2 separate regions of the Mus musculus genome follow, and region 1 is linked to region 2. Evidence: chromatin contacts called from public capture Hi-C data. All regions are on one chromosome and are shown on one strand. The core of a region is the stretch at or near the end of the contact, and the rest is flanking DNA. Distances in the headings are between cores, read along the strand shown. Region 1 overlaps Notch3 (notch 3). Region 2 has its middle 16 kb from the start of Ndufv3.

The links. Capture Hi-C pulls out chosen DNA fragments and counts their contacts.
Region 1: a capture Hi-C map of embryonic stem cells shows a contact between it and region 2, with 2.4 times the contacts expected there. The contact joins two enhancer-like sites. A contact is called at or near these places in 1 of 115 datasets of contacts at active chromatin or transcription factors (large pre-B cells) and 1 of 9 other capture datasets (embryonic stem cells).

What each region holds. Positions count from the first base shown.
Region 1 is chr17:32,126,038-32,132,197 of GRCm38.p6, reverse strand. All of the region lies in intron 31 of Notch3 (notch 3), which reads left to right. It overlaps Gm38585 (a long non-coding RNA gene), which reads right to left. Exons shown (of 2, transcript XR_876750.3): 2 at 706-4,599. Among named protein-coding and RNA genes, the nearest start is that of Gm41568, 11 kb to the left of the region's middle. Within about 2 kb of position 1,462, at least 2 of the 459 cell types and tissues checked have an H3K27ac peak or open chromatin away from gene starts, as enhancers often do. A contact at or near this core is called in embryonic stem cells, where this site is marked.
Region 2 is chr17:31,533,072-31,538,852 of GRCm38.p6, reverse strand. No RefSeq gene overlaps it. Among named protein-coding and RNA genes, the nearest start is that of Ndufv3, 16 kb to the right of the region's middle. Within about 2 kb of position 2,867, at least 123 of the 459 cell types and tissues checked have an H3K27ac peak or open chromatin away from gene starts, as enhancers often do. A contact at or near this core is called in embryonic stem cells, where this site is marked.

The DNA of each region.
Region 1 (6,160 bases), core at 213-2,712, 590 kb before region 2:
GTGCTGCGGAGGGGATGGGGAGGGGCTGTGGTGCCACTGCCCTCTTAATGTGAAGTCACACCTACGTTGACAGCAAGGTGTGCACGCCAGGGCTCCCAAACGGATGGAACAGGACCCACAGAGTGTTCTGGTTCAGAAAAGATGTAGACTCCCTTCTCCTCCCCTCCCTTCCCTTTTTCTTCCACTCCCTTCCTTTCCCCTCCCCCATCTCCTAGACCCCATCCCCCACTTTCACATTATGATACTCCTCTTCCTCCCCTTCCTCCCGGGCTTCCTTCTAGAGTCCAAATCGTTGATCAAACCCAAAGTGCTTGTCTTTGAGTCTGACTTATTTCACTTACTGTGATGATCTCCAGTTCTATTCATTTCTTGAAGATTGTTTAATTTGGCTCCCCCGACTTTTGAGACAGGGTCTCATGCAAGCTAGGCTCGCCTCCAACTTACTGTGTAGTCAACGACCTTGAAATCTGGACCCTCCTGCCTCTGTTTCCCAAGTTAGGCATTCGTCATCACATCCAGCCCAATTTCTTTCTTTGTTTTGGTTGAGTAGCATTCTGTTGTATGCAGTGTGGGTGGGCACCTAGGCTGAGCAACTCCATTGTATGCAGTGTGGGTGGGCACTTAGGCTGACTCCATAGTGTACCGGCTTCGAATAGCAATGTGGATGCCACAGTTCGCATGGGCATGCAGACATCTCTTATTGTATGCTGACTCAGCCCTCAAGTATAGACCCAGGGGCACAGGAGTGCCATACCTGAACCTAGGGTAGTTCTTTTTTTTTTTTTTTAAGAATTATTTATTTATTATATGCAAGTACACTGTAGCTGTCTTCACACACTCTAGAAGAGCGCGTCAGATCTCATTACGGATGGTTGTGAGCCATCATGTGGTTGCTAGGATTTGAACTCAGGACCTTTGGAAGAGCAGTTACTGCTCTTAACCACTGAGCCATCTCTCCAGCCCCCTAGGGTAGTTCTACATTTAGTTTTTTGAGGACCCTCCATAGCATTCTCTATACTTACTACTTAGCATACTTAGTTACTTTATCATTAATAGGGCATGAAGATCCCTTTCTCTAGTGTTTGTATTCTTTCTTTCTTTTTCCCTTTTTTGGCTGTTTTCATGATTGAAGCCATTCTGGTAGCATCTAAGTACAGTTTTTGTCTGTTTTTATTTTTTTGTTTTGTTTTGTTTTCAGACAGGGTTACTCTGTGTAGCCCTGGCTGGCCATGGAACTCACACTGTAGACCAGGCTGGCCTTGAACTCAGAAATCTGCCTGCCTCTGCCTCCTGAGTGCTGGGATCAAAGGCCGGGATCACCACCACGCCCGGCTGAGACCCTCTTTTTCTGCCAGGCACAGAAAGGCCACCTTTTGCCTTCCTGCCCAGCTATAGGCTATTCAGCTCTTTATTTAACCAATCAGGAGACGATGGAGAACATTGTTTTACAAAATACCAAGTTAGACCAAAGTCTGGACTGTAACCAGATCTCTGGGAACAGAAATCAGCATCTGAATACACAGTGCACAAAACCACCCCCCAACGGGACTTCATCGCCAACTGGGGGTAAACGCTCATGCTTTGCCCACACTGACCAAGCACACGAGCTTGCTTCTTAGTGTGCTGTCTAGATGCTTTGTTAAGGAAACGGACTCTCCTGCTACCTGCTAGACAGTGGGATAAACTTGCATGTGGTGATCTGTGGGGGCAGCTGCCTGGTAGTGGCCTGCTTGGCTTGGGTATGTCATGAGCAAGGGTCACAGCAAGGGTTCTTGTATTCACAGGCCGCACAGCTGTAGACACTCTAAGACACTTACACACATTTGTTTGACGTACCCTTGGTTCTCAACTTCATCAGCATTGACATCTATGGTTGGGTAATTCTTGGTCTGCGTGTTGGATGAAGGTCTGGGCTGTGCACTCCGGCCTGTGGGGCAGCATCCCACCAGGAGCATCCCATCTCTACAATGTTACTGAGTATAGTGGGCTTCTTCCCTGGGTGGGCCTTTGTTTCAACAACAAAAGGATTTAGAAATGGTCTCAGAAGGAAGCTCAAACACAGTTAGACTAGAGTTTGATAGCAAAGCAACAGATCAAGCAAGCTGTCAGTCTCTCTGGAATAGAGAGATGGAGAAGATGCATTCATGTCTTTTGAGCTGTGGCTGGAAAGCCGCAGCCTGGTGGGAGCTGGGGGAGAGGTGAGCTTCCGAGGACAAGTGCGAGCTCATGTCCTGGCTTTAGCCAGGATCTGAAAGAAAAGGAATTGAGAAGAAAGAAAAGGGGTGCGGTGGCCAATGCATTTGCTATGCCAGGGCGAAGACCTGAGTTTGGATCTTCAGAAACCTATGTAAATGCTAAGTGGGTGTGATGGCCACCTGTAATTCCAGACACACACACACACACACACACACACACACACACATACCCCATGTATACACAGAAAAAGAAAAAAATATTCAGAAAAGCTGGCAGGGTGCATAATGGTGGCTCCAATGTGCTGCCTGCCTGATGGATGTCCTGCAAGTAGCTGCTTTGAGGGAGAGGCTCCTAGGAAGGGAAAATACAATATGTCATTAAGGGGATAATTAGTCCTTCCCTGTCAATAGCATGTCTTTAGGTGACTCAGAGTTTTTGGCGGGACAAAGGCAGACTCTTGGACAGATAATTGACAGACTCTATTGGGATACCTTTAAAAATAGTCTATTTATGTTTACTTTATGTGTAGGGTGTTTCGCCTGCATGTATGTCTGTGCACCCCGTGCATGCAGTGCCCACACAGGCCAGAAGAGGAGAGGGCATCAGATCCTCTGGAACTGGAGTTACAGACCGTTGTGAACTGTTATGTGGGTGCTGGGAACTGAACCTGGGTCTTCTAGAAGATCAGCCAGTACTCTTAACCACTGAACCATCTCCCAGCTCCCCGAATTAACTCTTAAAAGGAGACAGTCATAAGTAGCATGTTGGGTTCCACCAAGGATTGGAACTAGAACTCAGATTCTATTTAAGAAGCAGCTTTGCATTAAGTGGGCCTCAACAAACTCAGACACTCCCAGCTTTTTATGGCAAGTTGATGTCTCTCCTAAGTAGTCTTAGTCCTGTAAGACTACTGTAACAGGCAAATGACCTGGGGGTGGGGGTGGGGGGAGGGCAGTCATTCATGGTTGATATTAGCTAACTTTTAAAAGGCAACAATAGAGGGGCCAAAGGTAGAGAGAAAAAGACTTGATTGTGGATGCCAAAATGCCTACAGGGGAAGATGGGATGTGCCTCTTATAAGGGAGGACTCCTGTAGTCCACAAGGAAAGCTGGGAAGTGTAGTCCTTCAGCAGGAAACTCGGTCCCAATTCTGAGAGGATATTAAAAAGACGCAGGGCAGGATGTCATAGCTTTTTCTTTTCTTTCCCCGGAGGAGAGTCTTTATCAGAGGGGTTAGTTCTGGGTCCAGTAAAGGGAAACTCTCTGGCCATGTTGTATGCTAGAGTCTTGATTAGCTGTGATGGATCAGGCCATTGTCATTCCGCATTCCTGAGGAGAGCTGGGAAAATATTTATTAGAAGGCCACAAGCAGATGATTTGGTTATAGAGTAGAGCTGAGAGATTTTCTGGGAAGGTTGAGGGAGGGGGAGGAGCAGGAGCCTAGGCAGAAGAGACAAGAGTGAGACAAAGTGGGCAGAGGCTGGTCCCAGGGTGACAGTGACTGGTCCCATTGCCAGGACTGCTAGAAAAATGAGCTAGCAGAAGCAGCAGAGGGCTACAAAGCAGCAGAGGACGGGAAGAGGGGTCAATAAAGGGTTAATGTGAAGAACTGTATCTGGCCTGTGGTGGAAGAGATCACGGTCCCTTTTCTATTCAGCACCTAAACAATTGTTGTTTAGGTGCTGAATAGAAATTGTTGTTGTTTCTCAGATGTGTCAGGAACAAATGGAGCTGTTGTGGGATGAGAGCCACTGAGAGAGCTCGAATGGGAAATTCTGCGTGGGTTCAGTAAGCAAAACATTTAAAGACACGGTAAAAATGTAGGTATTAAGATAAAGAAGGGAGAAAGCGTGAGGCAGGGGAAGAGACAGAGTGGGGGGAAGCCAGGAGGAACTTTTGTCTGGTCCCTGTGCCTTTAGGCCCCATTTCAAACCAGGCAGCATTTGTTGGCGTGGTAGCAGCCCTGATCAAGGAGGGCAGCAGTCAGAGCTAGTCCTTTTGAGTTGTAGAGTACCGCGTCCGTCAAGGAGTTGACCTGCTCCTAGAGGGTGTCACGCTGATCTGAGCTGGTGACACAGAGTTCACTGATGCAGCGAAGGCTTCAGCCCAGCTGTGACACAGAGAAGTTCACTGAAGGTGTCAGTCCAGCTGTTTCAGTCCAGAGTGGCAAGAAGAGGGGTGGCTTGGCTCATTCATGGTCCATCATCCCCTCTTAGATGTCGTCCAAACTGCTCTTAGGGGCCTGGGGTGTTGGTCTCCCTGTGACTTCTTTAAGGCTGGCAGAAGTGGGACGAGGGGAGCAGCCGTCAGAGTGCCTCAGAAGAGGGTCCATCCAAGGGGACATGATAGAACTTAAGAGTTGGCAAAGATCCAGAACATAAGTCCCAGGGTGATAACACACAGCTGAATGGAGACAAAGTTACAGAAGGAAAACTTTGACAACCAGTTGAATACAACTGGACAACTGACTGCACCAGAAGGATACGGTAGCTGTAAGTAGCTCTTTGTGTGCATTAGAATCCTGCCAGCTAAGAATGACTGTGGCTCAGTGCTGGACACTAGAGCTTTCTCTGAGGATTGGAAGGAATATTTGTTGGCCCAGTCTGTTTTGGCTGCTACTGGCCTCTTGTGGCTGATGGCCACTTGAAAACTGGCTTGGACCAATGAAGAGCTGTTTTCTTTAGTTCATCCAATGTTTACAATATTGGGCCAGGGATATAGCTCAGTTGGTGAAGTAATCCTGCTAGGTCCATTCTCTACTACCACATAAAATCAGGCGTGTTAATCTTAGGCAGGCCCAGGATCCCAGGGCTCAGGACCCATCTGCAGCCAGGAGGATCAGAAGTTCGTCTTCAGGTGCACAGTGAGTTACAGGCCAGCCTAGGATACTTGAGTCCTTGTGTTTGTTTTGTTTTTAACTATTTAAAAAAATATTTATTTTATGTGTATGAGTATACCATAGCTGTCCTCAAACACACCAGAAGAGGGCATTACAGATGTTTGTGAGCCACCATGTGGTTCCTGGGAATTGAACTCAGGACCTCTGGCAGAGGATAACCTTTTAACCGCTGAGCCATTTCTCCAGCCCCTGAGACCTTGTCTCAACAACAACAACAACAACAACAACAACAACAACAACAACAGTTAAACGCACATAGTGTTCTTGCAGAGGACCTGACAGGGGTTCTTACCACCTAAGTTGGGCTCCCCACAACCATCTGTAACTCTAGTTCCAGGGAATCTGATGCCCTCTTCTGGACGCTGCAGATACCTGCACCCATATGCACCTCCCCTGTGCAAACACACATATACACATAATTAAAAACTATAAAAATAAATACATCTTAAAAGGAAAAGCCCACCCTGAACAGGCAATCTAGAATATAAAGACTGAAATCATATCGACAACTGCCTAAAGCTTGGGATGGGAGGAGACTGATCAATGATGAGTAATTAAAGTGATGGAAATGTTGTAAAACCTGATTAATTGTAAATTATGACTCAACAAAAATATAGTCTTGTATATATACAAGAAAAGATATTAAAAACAAAAATTTTGAGACATCGTCTTAGCGTTAACTGTCAACTTGACATAGCCTAGAGTCTCTGAGAAGTGTGTCTCGGATCAGTGTGATTGTCTTGATTGTTAACTGATATAGGAGGGTTCAGCCCACTGTGGGCAGCAGTGTTCTGGGCCGTGTGATCCTGAGCTATACAGGAAGGTTAGCTAAGGATGAACCTGCAAGTGAGCTGGCGGCACCACCATCCTGCACGGTTTCTGCTGTGCTTTGGCTGGGAAGTGAGCTCCTTAGTTGGAGCTAATGCTGTCAAACCTGCCTTCAGGTTATTGCCTTACTTCACTCAGTGATGGATTGTGATCTAAGAGTGCAAGCCAAATAGGTCCCAAGTGCTGTGTGTGCCACCACAACGGAGGTGCTAGGGATTAAACCCACACCTCCGTGCA
Region 2 (5,781 bases), core at 1,618-4,117:
TTGTTTTGGTTTTTTTTGAGGCAGGGTCTTGCTGTGAAGCCCAGGTTTGCCTGGAACTCAGAACCCTTCCTCCCCAGCCTCCTGAGCCCGGGAGTCAAGGTCTGCATCGCTATGCCTGGCTTGGAAACATTATTGGAAACTGGCACTCCAGAGATCCTCTTTCCAGGGCATCCGTGTCTATGCCCTCTACAAACAAAGAGCAACTGGGAACAACACTCACTTTCTCCTTTGTGTCCCAGAATCAGAGTATTAGGTTGTGCCGGAGGTAGGTATCCTGCGTTCTTGTTTTGAGAATTTTCTTTCTCAATGACAAATCTAAGTTTCATTCCACCAAAGTTGAGCCTTGGGAACCAGTGAGTTTATTAGGCTTATTTAGCATTGATGGGGAGTATGGGTAAAAGTATGGGTGACCTTAAAGTAGCCACACTGGAAGGTCTGTACCCAGCGTGGATGGTAACACTCCCAAGGCTGTGTGGATAGAAACCCTTCCCCTCATTCTTCCAAATCTATGTGCTCTAGCCCCTCCATGAAACCCTGGAGACCACACTCGATCAGGACAGAATCACATACAGCTGGTTGCAGGGAATGGCTGGACACTCAGGTGAGGGTCCCATGACTCTCCCTGCTCCCTCCTCCTATGAGGGAATGTCACCAGTCAACATGCCTAGCTGTGATGATCTTTTGCAAGCAAACACAGCTGAACTCATGAAGGTGGGATCTGTCTGGCTCAGAAGATAATCCTGTGCAACAGAGCTCTCTAGAACAGCAGTCCCTGAAAGGCAAAGCCACTGCTGCCCACTGGACAAAACACCAAGACTGGATATATATATGTATATATATATGTGTGTGTGTGTGTGTGTGTGTATGTAAAATACATATGCACATGCACATACATATACACATACACACATACACACATATGCATATACATGCACATGCACATATGTGTGTGTATGTAAAATACATATGCACATGCACATACATATACACATACACACATACACACATATGCATATACATACACACGCAAATATGTGTGTGTGTGTGTGTATGTGTGTATGTGTGTATGTGTGTGTGTGTGTGTGTGTGTGTGTCCTAGCCACTGCCTTGTCACAAGCTCCCTAGCTTACCTGGCACTCCCTAGAACACACAGCAAGGATATGCATGGCTCAAGCACAATGAAGCCTTTCACCAAGCCACAGTGAATATTTGTGGCCATGTTTTCCTGGCCTTACATACATGTTTAAGAACAACTGTTGTAACTGACTGTGGTATCCCACATGGCCAGTGTTGGGGTGTCATGTGTTCAGGAATGCGTGCTGTAAAGGAGTAGAGATTGAGATAGATGGCCAATCTATGTGTGCCTCGCCCACCTCCCATTGAGTCGGGAAGAGGACACAGGTCACTTGCCTCCGGCCTCGGCAGAGCCCAGACAGCTCATAGACACACACTAGTGTAGATCTGGAATCACCAACACTAGCGTGCTAAGGGGACAATGGTGGAGCTGCAGGAGCTTGTTTACGGCTGTCATATGGGGTCTGCATCATTTTAAGGAGACAGGGACAGATGTGCCCCTACCTCCTGCTCATCCGTGTGGTACCTTTAAGTAAAAAGCAGATGTTAGGGGCTGAACAGTGGTGCCACAGACCTTGAATCCCAAATTCTAGGACGGCCAGGACCACACGGAGAAACTCTGTCTTGAAACAAACAGCAAAGGAGCAGATGTTAGTGATAGTGCTTTATGGCTTTCCAACTCTCAGGGAAAACTTATTTTTTGTTGTTGTTGATAATGATTTATGCTAAAGATAAAGGAGCACTGCAGCCGGGCGTGGTGGCGCACGCCTTTAATCCCAGCACTCAGGAGGCAGAGGCAGGTGGATTTCTGAGTTCGAGGCCAGCCTGGTCTACAGAGTGAGTTCCAGGACAGCCAGGGCTACACAGAGAAACCCTGTCTCAAAAAAAAAAAAAAAAAAAAAAAAAAAAAAAAGAAAAAGAAAAAGCAAAAGAAAAAGAGAAGAAAAGGGAGCACTGCAAGCCCACATTTCTCATTTTATTTTATTATTTTATCATCTTATTTCATTATACTGGATTGCGTGAGGCCATTTTCAAACAACTAAAGAGAACTGTATTGAATGAATCAAGGTGGTCTCAGAAAGACAAAAATCCTATGTTTTCTCTCATTTGTGGATCCTAGATATTGTACAGATTTATAAGAGCATGTATGTACAGATGACATGAAAACTGAATCAAAACATTCTAGGGAACAAAAGAGACTAATGGGAGGGGGAGAAGGGAGGGGAGGGAGAGGGAAGGGGAGGAGAGGAGGGGGAAGGGGCAGGGAAGAAGGGGGAAGGGGAGGAGAAAGGAGGAGGGGATGGAGGAAGAGGAGGAGCAGGGGAGGGGGAGGAGAGGAGGGGAGGGGAGGGGGAAAAGAAGACAGGGGAGGGGGAGAAGAAAGGAGAGGGGAAGGGGGGAAGGGAAGGGGAAGGGAGGGGAAGAGAAGAGAGAGGAGGAGGGAAGGGAAGAGTAGGAGGGGTGAGGGGAAGGGAGAGGAGGGGACAGGAGAGGAGGGAGGAGAACGGGGGATAATAGGCTAGAGGAACATGCTTTTTCCACACAGATTTTCCTCAGCCAGGTCCTTCAACGTTCCACATGCACAGGCTGAATATAAAGAGGACGCACTGAGGCTTTCCTGAGAGCAATGCACTTGCCATTGCTCTTGGACCAGCCAGAGGAGGACTTCTGAGAAGCCGGTGGGGGAGGTGCGGGGCCCAGTCAGGAAATTCACAGAGCCAAGCTGTCCAATGTTCAGAAGACATTGCCAGCACACACAATGGGAGCGATCTTTCTACTCTGACTCTGTCATGTTCCCCTAGGCTGTGTGGGAGCAGCCGCTGGCTGGGAACCTGCCAAGGGAAGGGAGCTCTCTTTGTTAGCCCATATGGGCTGCTGCAACAAAATGCCGTTAGTGGTGGGGCTCATGGAAACACAGACTTATTCCTTGCCATTCTAGAGTTAGGGAGTCCAAGACCAGGGAGCAGGCAGATTTAGTATGGCAAGGGCCATTTTCCTGGTCGTTCTGTAAAGTTAAGACAGGAAGATGATGCAGGCCTGAGTTTGTGGATCACATGACTGACCAAGCACAGAGAAGGTGACTTTTTGTTCACAGTGCCTAACAAGGGGTGAGGGAAGGGAGAAACCTTGACTTTGGACATGGCTGGTAGCTCTGCCTCGTCAAGCCTGAAGGATGTCAAACCTGACTAAAGTCACGAGGCTCTCTGGGATGGGTGTGACCAGAGCATCGGAATGGGTGTGGAAAGATCCTGGTAGACATGGAATGCTCCCACTGGGCATGTGAGTGCTCGCACTGGGCATGTGAGGGTGTTCCTACTGGGTGAATGTGTGCTCACACAGGGCACAGGAGTACTCCCACTGTGTTGAGTACTCCCACTGAGTGTGTGAATGCTCCCACTGGGTGTGTGAGTTCTCCAAACAGGTACATGGGCAGTGCAGCTTATGAAAAAGAGGCTTTGGAGATTAGCTTAGAGGTCAGCTCCTGTCCCTGCTGAGCTCTGAGCGTCAGTCAAGCTCTTGGTTGTTGTCAAGCTGAGGTATCGGATCCAGTAGTTGAGACAGGTGTTTGGTGAAGTACGATGTGGTCCTCTCAGGGAAGGTGGATTTTCCTCCAAATTCATGTCCCAGTGAAGCATAGACCACTCTGGTGTAGCCTCCCCCAACCTGAAGTGGGCTGGTACAAATCTTGTCGCCACTGAGGTGCAGCTTTCTGACTCGGCTGGCTCCTTTTTGAAGTGACAACTGCCCTGCTCTTCTGCTACCTGCCGAGAGGCTGAACCTGTCTTCCTGAGAGATTGCTGAATAAGCAACCAGCCTGGCGACAGAGTGCTGACAGAATGGCTCTGATAGAACCTAGTGGGGAAACCCCCCCTCCATTCCCGATTCGGCGTGCACTCAAAAAAATCACGAAGGACCATCTTGATGTAATTACATGAGGTCGTTTAATTACGGAGCTCCGGACCGACATGCATCCCACACAGGAGATAACGGGTGTCGGCCACGAGGCTCGAAAGCTAGGGGTTTTTATGGGGTAAGGGGCTTAGGGGTATGGAATTCAGCACAGCAACACACTATTGGCTTATTCAAACATCAGCAGAAAAATTACATGTACGTGCAGGGTGTCAGAGTTCTGTGAGTTGTTGATTCAGTTCAGATAGCCCTGTTATGTCTTCACATTCCCCTTTATCTTATGGTCAAGATGTTCCCAGGAATGTTTTAACTATGGGGCATACCCAGGTTTGTTTTTCTTTTTTCTCAGCCCCAGGCAGCCTCTAGGCTCACAAACAACCAGCAATTTCTGAGTACGTTACATGACTTACAGGTCTTGAAATTTTATCTTTCTTTCAGCTCCAGGCACCAAGAGTGGACTGGTTGGGGGGGGGGGTGGGCCTTCCCCCTTATAAGCACAATCTCTAAGTAAACTCGTGGGCCTTCTTGGCCTCGTTCTTTTCTCGCCGTCTAAGTTTCTTTCAGCCCCAGCCTGCCCCCCAGGTGTACCCGGTTCATGTAGGCCGCAGGCCGGCATACAACACTCAGGTAGCCAATGGTGTTTGGAGTCATTTCAAAGTGATCTAGTACTTGATTGAATGGTGCTTGCTAACTGCATCTTCACACAGTGGCAAGGAAGAGAACTCTCTGGGGCTTCCCTTATAGGAATTGTCATGGTCTGAGCCTCCCAAAGGCTCGGCCTTTTGTGCCACCTTCCTCTGGGTTTTGTTGGTGATGTTTATGGTGTTTGTATTTTGTGGTGTGTGTGTGTGTGTGTGTGTGTGTGTGTGTGTGTTATACGTACTTGTTAGTATAGGTATTTACACGTGTGTGTGTAAGCCCAATGATGCTTATTTAATATGTACGCGCATATAATGTATATGTATGTATGTGGATATGCACATGCCATGGCCATGAATTGAAGTAAGAGGGTAACATGTGCGAATCAGTTCTATCCTATGTGGTGGGCCCTGGGGCTTGAATTCAAGTAATCAGGCTTAGCCGCAAGTGCCTCTCTGTTCACTGGGGCTCTCCCATGTCAGCATGAGCATGAGGTTGGAGAGACCATGGCCTGGACTGGCTTTCAAGATGGTGGTTGAACTATGGCTGTCTTGGGCTTCAACTTCACCACCCACTTCTTGAGCATGGCAGTATCCTGATCATTGCTGGTGCCGGCTTCATCCTTCTTCCATATCCCATTCGGCACCAAGACTAGCAGGAGCTTTAAGTGTCTTTTACTGTGTAAGTCTTCACCCAGAGGGGGGACAGAATCTCAAACCTTCACATGCTCACATGCCCTTTTTTTTTTTTTTTCCGAGACAGGGTCTCTCTGTATAGCCCTGGCTGTCCTGGAACTCACTTTGTAGACCAGGCTGGCCTCGAACTCAGAAATCCGCCTGCCTCTGCCTCCCGTGTGCCACCACCGCCTGGCTTCGTTCACATGCCCTTTCTAGACCCTTTCCACCTCTGCCACACTGCTGCCTACCACCATAGTTGGGGGAAGGGGAGTGAGAATATCAATCAAATTATAGAGTGTTTTTTTTTTTCCACTTTCAACAAAATACAGGAGTGAGTTAAGTTCTCCCAGAGGCCAGAGGTTTGGACTAGCCTCAAATTGTGTCCACAGCTTCTGACAGTCCAAATGCTAGCTAGCTCAGCACCTGGGCACATGCTAAGGCCTTGAGGACCCCTTTCTAGGATTCCCATTATCAATCTCGT